2 separate regions of the Anas platyrhynchos genome follow, and region 1 is linked to region 2. Evidence: chromatin contacts called from public Hi-C data. All regions are on one chromosome and are shown on one strand. The core of a region is the stretch at or near the end of the contact, and the rest is flanking DNA. Distances in the headings are between cores, read along the strand shown. Region 1 holds the start of MAF (MAF bZIP transcription factor). Region 2 has its middle 34 kb from the start of DYNLRB2.

The links. Hi-C and Micro-C count contacts between places; a contact is called where the count stands out from the background.
Region 1: a Hi-C map of subcutaneous adipose tissue shows a contact between it and region 2, with 2.3 times the contacts expected there. The contact joins the promoter of MAF here to the enhancer-like site in region 2. A contact is called at or near these places in 2 of 8 Hi-C or Micro-C datasets (skeletal muscle and subcutaneous adipose tissue).

The regions. Positions count from the first base shown.
Region 1 is chr12:5,945,247-5,949,124 of IASCAAS_PekinDuck_T2T, forward strand. It overlaps MAF (MAF bZIP transcription factor), which reads left to right and starts at 1,378. Exons shown (of 4, transcript XR_005268829.2): 1 at 1,378-3,300. LOC140003533 reads right to left here and starts at 1,541. Exons shown (of 3, transcript XM_072043996.1): 1 at 1,524-1,541; 2 at 630-1,392. The coding sequence starts at 1,541.
Region 2 is chr12:5,511,034-5,514,805 of IASCAAS_PekinDuck_T2T, forward strand. No RefSeq gene overlaps it. Among named protein-coding and RNA genes, the nearest start is that of DYNLRB2, 34 kb to the left of the region's middle. Within about 2 kb of position 1,923, at least 1 of the 8 cell types and tissues checked has an H3K27ac peak or open chromatin away from gene starts, as enhancers often do.

The DNA.
Region 1 (3,878 bases), core at 128-2,627, 430 kb after region 2:
TACTGATAATGGCATAGTCAGAAGATGTTATCCATTCGTGAATCCACTAGCCAAGTATTATTTCCGAAGCAGAGATTCTTTGGCTATCGCAAATGATGATTTTCACAGTTGGTGAAAAATTACCCAGAGACTTGCCTGCACCTACAAAGTCATACCCCGTGCACGGTTATAAATAGCAAACTCGGAGGGGGAAGGGACCGGGCAAGGGGAGAAGGGAGGATTTGAAGTACAATGTTCAAGAAGCTGGTTTAATATATGACCAAGTGTCAGAAGTCAGGTTTCTGAGAATTACTTTTCAGATAAACAACTTTATAGCACCGCACTTAATCTTACTTACTAGAGACATCTCATTTATCACGGAATTACAAGTAACTTTAATTCTATCGATATTCCCATAAAGCCCGCTCGACAAAGCGAGCCTGGCAGCTCGGCAGGCTGCGGGCTTCCCCGGCCCAAGGGGGGCCAAGAAGGGACCCCAACCGAGCCGACCTGAGCCGGGCCGGGCCGGGCCAGCCCCGACGGCGGAGCCCCGACGGCACGGCACGGCACGGCACAGCTCGGCACGGCCCGGCACGGCTCGGCTCTGCTCCCGCGGCTCGGCGCCGGCCGGGGACGGCCTCGGCACTGACCTTTCGACGAGAGATGGCGCTGTCGAGGTTTGAACGGAGCCGCTCCGCCGCCGCTCGGCACCGCCGGGTGCAGCCCGCTCCGCGCTCGCACGGCTCCCCCCCCTCCAGCCCCGGCCGGGGGGCACCGGGAGGGGAGGCTAAAAAGAAGACAATTAGTTTCGCGATGTATTCCGTTAATTAGCCCGGCCAGGCCGGCCGAGCGCCGGCGGGAGCGGGGCTTGCAAACTTGCAGGGCTTTCGGACCTCTCTGCTGGGGACGGCCGGGGAACGATCGCTGCCGGCAGCAAGCGGCAGACCCAGGGGGGAGCCGCCGCGGGGGGGCGGCCCGGGGGTCTCGGTACCGGCACCAGGTAGCGGCTGGAGCCCGGCTGAGCCCGGCAGCACCGCCGAGCCCCGCGGAGCCCCCCGGAGCAGCCCCCTCCCTCGGGCCGTCCCCGCACGCCCCCGGGCCAAGTCCCCCGGTGCCCTCGGGTGCCCGGCCGGCCAGGAGCACCCGAGGGCTCCGCACCCCGGGGCAGAGCAGGACAGAACAGGACAAAGCAGGACAGAGCAGGACAAAGCAGGACAAAGCAAGGCAGCGCGGAGCGGAGCGGAGCGGAGCCGGGCGGGCACCCGACGGCGCGTCCCGGCGGGAGGAGCGGCCCCAGCCCGGTGCCCGGTCCCCGGTGAACGGGGCGGGCAGGAAGGGGTTACGGCGCTCCCAGCTGACAGTCAGCTGATTGCGCCCTGATTGACAGCCCCGAAAAGTTTCCTTGTTTCTATACTATTATGCTAATGCCGGCGGCTGCAGGCAGCCCATTGGGCCGCCCGCCCAGCCAATTTGCCATTCGGAGGCTGACGTCAGGAGCGCTATAAAACTCTGCAATGCTTTTAAACTCTCCTGCTGGATGAAACCTTTAAAATATTTTTCATCTTCTTGCCGTAGCTTTGGGGTTGAGTTGTGTTTTTTTTTTTTTTTTTCTCTCTCTCTCCTTTTTTTTTTTTTTTATGATTGTTATTATTTTGGTTGCGATATCGACTTTGATTTTTTTTTTGTCTTCGGTCTCTTCTCCCTCCTCCTTTCCCCGATGAACCTCTCTCCTCGCTTTGCACTTTGCATGAGAAAGCCCAGAGGAAAGGCACCATGAAGTGTTAAAAATAACCAAACTGAACCTAAAAAAAAAAAAAAAAAGAAAAGAGATTTACTCGCAACAACACCAGCTAACACTTCCAGCTGCAGTTTGCAAGCTGCAAAAAGAGAGAGAGGAGAGAGAGAGAGAGGAGGAAAAAAAAAAAAAAACCTTTATGCAAAAGGCGAATAGCGAGAGCCCCTCGCTCTGATGCATCAGCAGCAGCGGAGACTCTGCAAGGGATAACGCGGAGCCGGAGCGAGAGCGGCCGGGGCGGAGCGGAGCGGAGCCGGAGCCGAGGCTGCGGCGAGAGGCAGCGGCAGGAGGAGCGGTGCGGAGGGGTGCGGAGCGGTGCGGAGCGGTGCGGAGCGGAGCTCGCCCGGCAGCAAGCTGGCTCACCCGGCGGCAACTCAGAGCAGTCCCCTCGCTCCCGGAGCGCACCCTTTCTGGAGGACTGTCAGCAGCAAAAGGATGGCATCAGAACTGGCAATGAGCGGCTCCGACCTGCCCACCAGTCCCCTGGCCATGGAATATGTTAATGACTTCGATCTGATGAAGTTTGAAGTGAAAAAGGAGCCGGTGGAGACCGACCGCATTATCAGCCAGTGCGGCCGCTTGATCGCCGGGGGCTCGCTCTCCTCCACCCCGATGAGCACGCCCTGCAGCTCGGTGCCCCCGTCCCCCAGCTTCTCGGCGCCCAGCCCCGGCTCCGGCAGCGACCAGAAGGGCCACCTGGAAGACTACTACTGGATGACGGGCTACCCGCAGCAGCTCAACCCCGAGGCGCTGGGCTTCAGCCCGGAGGACGCGGTGGAGGCGCTCATCAACAGCAGCCACCACCCGCTGCCCGGCGCCTTCGATGGCTATGCTAGAGGGCAGCAGCTGGCCGCGGCCGCCGGCTCCGGGGGCTCGGGGCCGGCCGAGGAGATGGGCTCGGCGGCCGCCGTGGTGTCGGCGGTGATCGCCGCGGCGGCGGCGCAGGGCGGCGCGCCCCACTACCACCACCACCACCACCACCACCCGCACCACGGCGCCGGGGGGCACCCCCACGGCGCGGCGCCGGGCAGCGCGCCGCCTTCCTCCTCCTCCTCCTCCTCCTCCTCCTCGTCGTCGTCGGCCGCCGGCTCCGGAGGCGGCGGCGGCGGCGGCGGCGGCGGCGGCGGGGGCGCCGGGGGGCTGCACCACCCGCACCACGGCGGAGGCGGCCTGCACTTCGACGACCGCTTCTCGGACGAGCAGCTGGTCACCATGTCCGTGCGGGAGCTCAACCGGCAGCTGCGGGGCGTCAGCAAGGAAGAGGTGATCCGGCTGAAGCAGAAGAGGAGGACCCTCAAAAACAGGGGCTATGCCCAGTCCTGCCGCTTCAAGAGGGTCCAGCAGCGGCACGTCCTGGAGTCGGAGAAGAACCAGCTGCTGCAGCAAGTGGAGCACCTAAAGCAGGAGATCTCCAGGCTGGTCCGGGAGAGGGACGCCTACAAGGAAAAGTACGAGAAGCTGGTCAGCAATGGCTTCAGAGAAAACGGATCCAGCAGCGACAACCCTTCCTCTCCAGAGTTTTTCATGTGAGTGCCCACAGCCTTGCCACCTTAACTAAAAGTTCTCCGTGTGAGTTGTTGTTGGGGGCTTTGCTAGAGCGACAACCCAGCTTGCCACCTCGTGTCACTTTTTCTTTTTTTTTTGTTTTTAAACTCAAAACGATTTTAAAACCAAGTTGGTTTTGGGTTGATTTTTTTTTTTTAAGGTGGGCTGGCTCCGTGTTGGCCGACCTAAAGTTCTACATGAGTTTCTTTTCTGTTTATTATTATTATTTTTATTTTTTTTTGTGGGGGCTTGCTGTTGTTTTTTTTTTTTTTTTTTAAATTTAAAAGATCCAACTCACCACCAACTCAGTTCTTCATATGAAGCTTGCTCTTCTTTGAAACCTGCCATCCACATTATATATATATTTTTAAGTTCATGAGTTTTTTTTTCTTTTGAGCTTGCTGTGTCCAAAAGAGTCAGATTTTTTTTTGCCATCCTGAGTTCTTCATATGAGATTTGAGCTTTGCGAAAAGTAAATAATAAAAAAAAAAAACACAAAAAAAAAACAAACAAAAAAAACATAAAACAAAAAAAATACACAAAAAAATACAAAAACAAT
Region 2 (3,772 bases), core at 673-3,172:
GACTTTGAAGGCTTATAATGAAGACTGCCAGTAATAAAGCATCCTATCTAGAACTTTGGAGGCCAAATCCTTGTTTTTCTTAAGCCTGATTTATATTGAATTTGGCAGAGATGTGCTGGCTAGCCAGAAGTCCAGTCCTTGGCTCAAAGGACTTTTTGGGCAGGGGAGAGCTGGTGAGGGGAGTAGGGAGTGGAAAGACCAAAATTAAAAAAGCACAAGAACAAATTGCTTTAGTCATTTCCATTTTGAATTTACTTAGCCATTAAAACAAATGAGATTGTCTTTGTCTGTGATATATAGTTCCCAGCTGATGTAAAGAGTATGAAAATAGTTAATGACTTAAGGAAAAAAAAACAAGAGGGTTTATATTATCTTAGGAGATTGTCTCTGTAAAGCTGTTCCCCAGGTACCACCAGGTGGTGTTGAATTTTGCATACCTTGTACACTCGAAAGAATAAGATTTTTGAAGGAAAAAAATTACAAAACCCCATGCAGCTGAGGTTGCTTCTTTAAGTGGAAAAAAAATTAGTCCAATTTTCCAGCAGCTGGAAGCTGAAATGTCTTGATAGTGTAATAGTGATACCCTTTGACTGAAGTTGGACAACCTGGATCATAGGTCATATGGAAAACGACACCTGTAGTAAGCTCGTTTGTTTTGGGGCTGCTTTCTGACCTGTCACACTAGAGAGCACCAGGGAAGCTCAGACTGGAGCAGCACAGCCTGAAATCAAGTGTCTGGGCGGCCTTGGGAGGGGTATGCTCGGTCAGCCCCTCTGCCCTGCCTTGCTTTTCTCATAATGTTGAGGGAGAAGAGAGTGACAGCAGAGTTTTCCATAGCGGGGAGGTTTCTCCCACCTTTAAAACTTGCTCCATTGTGGAATGTGTGGAACATGCAAGTGAAAACTGCTGAATGAAGCTGTACGAGGTGGGGCTGTCCCAGTATTTCAGAATAGGATTTAATCAGATATTTTTTTTTAATGATGGAGATAGGGAAAGGAAAGGGGAGAAACAGCATTGAGGGTGCATGCTCCTCTGGTTCAAATATTTGAGTTTTTTTTTTTTTTCAGTCCTATGAAAAAAGTCAGATTTTCGTCAGTGTTAGGCCAACAACTATTTTCGTTTTCAGTGTGAAAGTTTTTTCGAACAGACCACCAGATGGTAGTGTTCCCTTTGTAATTAGAGCTGTGATTTCCATGGAACAACTACTCTTGTTTGGCACAGGTCACTCAAGGACTGCTCAATATATAGCAGAAGTAGAGATATGCAAGTCAGGAGTATTAATAGTTAAATAACCACCACCAACAAAAAAATGTGTGTGTGGGTGTGTGGATCTGCAATCTTCAGCCAAGGGAGACAATAAAGGACACGGTGGAGCCCTCAGTGTTACAGATAAGCTGCTAGCCAGGAATCATGGAAGTATCACAGGTGATTAAAGCAATAAACCACGAGGCAAGCTGGAAATAGTCAATCTTCTGCAACACCGAGTGTTGCTGTTCAACTCCAGTGCTTTTCCTCAGTGTCAGACACGATTTTGATGTTCAGCTGGGACGTGCAGTATCGCTTACTGCAAAGGTTTGGCTGGCAAGTGGATCGAGCACTGAGGTGGTGGATTTAGGAGGTCAAAATAACCTGGTGCTGGTGTCTGGTCTCGGGCACATCTCTTCATCAGTATGTGCCATGTTTTTTTTTTTTTTTAGGGGAGGCAAGGTTACTGATAGCTCTTACCAGGTTCTTAGAGTGACTTAAAATATTCAAGAATGCAGTATTGTTATTTCAGCTGCACATGGCTCTCATCAGCGACTCTCGGATAACGTATTTGGGTCGGTTTGCCTAAATGTTTTGAAAGGCCTCGTTTTATTCAATGTCAAGATTAGAAGAAGTTGTGAAATGTCACGCTGTGTGGCCGAGAGCATACAGCAGGGTGTGACAGAGGGGTTTTAAAGGCAGTGCTGCCTGGGAGCTGCATACCAGGAGTGCTCAGTACGTTCCTGGGTAGAGACTGATGGAGAAATGCTGCAGAAGGTTACTGCAGATACTTGGCTGTTTGTTAAATGAAGGAGCCCAGATCTGTGTGGTCACTTTGGGGTATGCCAAAGGAAGAACAACAAACAGCCTCAGTTTGGGGAGGTTAATGGGCACAAGGATGAAAAGATACCTGACTAGTAGTGGTGCTTACAATTTCAGTAAAAGTTTTTTATTACTTATTTTTATTTTTCATATTATTATTTTCATAGAGGAATGTCACTATATGCAACATAGGGTGTCAGCAAGTCTTGGTCCTAATTCCCAACGGGAAAAACCAGAGTATGCTCCTCTTTGTGTTATGCTCTGAGTTCCTCCCTTACCCCTCTGGTCTTCTGTCTCTGTTCCAAAAATTCCTTCTTTTTTGCCTCAGGGACAGGTGCATTTCCACTGGAAAAGGCTTTCTGAACCTGTGAGGATACAGACTGGGGAGCTTTTGAGCTTAGGATCTTCAACAGGTAGATTTTTCTGTACAGTGTTATGCAGGTGAATGTAGAGTAAAATCTGTATCACAGCATCACAATGGGTTGCTTGAAATGTGATGTGTGCTTGCAAAGTCATGTCCCACAGTCTTTGGAGTGCTCTGGTAATTACAGAACACAAAACTTGCTGCTGGGTCTGCTTTAGGTTTTGAGGTGAGCAAGTACTAATCAGGCAGCTTTTAAAATCTACACCTGGGATGTTTTGTATCACTTTAATCTGATGGGCACATATTTGTGCTATGGAAACATTAGAAACAACGCGTTTGGATACTTTGCCTGCTCAACAGAAGTGTGTGCTCATAAAACAGTGAAGCCAAGAGCTTGGGGCTGAGCTCTTCAGACTTTTTGGAGTCCCAAGAAGGTCCCAAAGCAAATCAAGAGCAACTGTCCTGCAAAGAGATCACCAAGTGAGCAGATAAACTCCCAGTGAAAACATGTAGTATAGCTGAGCTCACTGCGCTTTCTGAGGCTCCTGTATGGCTTCCTATGTGCTGGGTGTGATTGCAGCCCTTTGTGCATCATTTCCAAACCACTGAAAAACGAGTGGATTTGCTTGGGTACAAAAGACAAGCAGAACAGAGCTGATTCTGCTACCAAAGGAGAGAAACCGTCTTTGAGTGTATCTGCTTTTAATAACGTTTTCTTACGGATGCATTTTAGTTGGGGAAGGAGTCTGTTTCGCAGCTGCAAGTGGCTCCTGCAGAATTTCACTGGGATAACTAAAGGCTGTTTTTCTTACTGCAACATGCCCCATCTTCAGGTAGTCATTTTGATTCTCATGTTGTGTGTATGCCATTCCTCACAGTTTTAAGATTTTGCCAGCATCCATCTTGCATTGTTCAATCAGGCACTTGTTGGCTGCATGAACAAAGTGTTCCAATGAGTAATGAAGCTCCGTGCTGGTGCTGCAGTGCCACTGTGGACATTTCTGGTTTTATTCACTTGAACTAAAATATCAGCCAGCAAAACAGGAGATCTATCGGTTCCAAATTTTTAACTTTATTTATATGGTTCAAATGTTATTTAATTGACATACTATCTGTTTTTATTTTATTTTATTTTATTTTATTTTATTTTATTTTATTTTATTTTATTTTATTTTATTTTATTTTATTTTATTTTATTTTATTTTATTTTATTTTATTTTATTTTATTTTATTTTATTTTATTTTATTTTATTTTATTTTATTTTCAATTGAGCAATCCCTGGGTCTTTTAGAAGTGGAATCTTTAAAACAGAATCATAAGGCCAGTTTTAGGAGAAGATC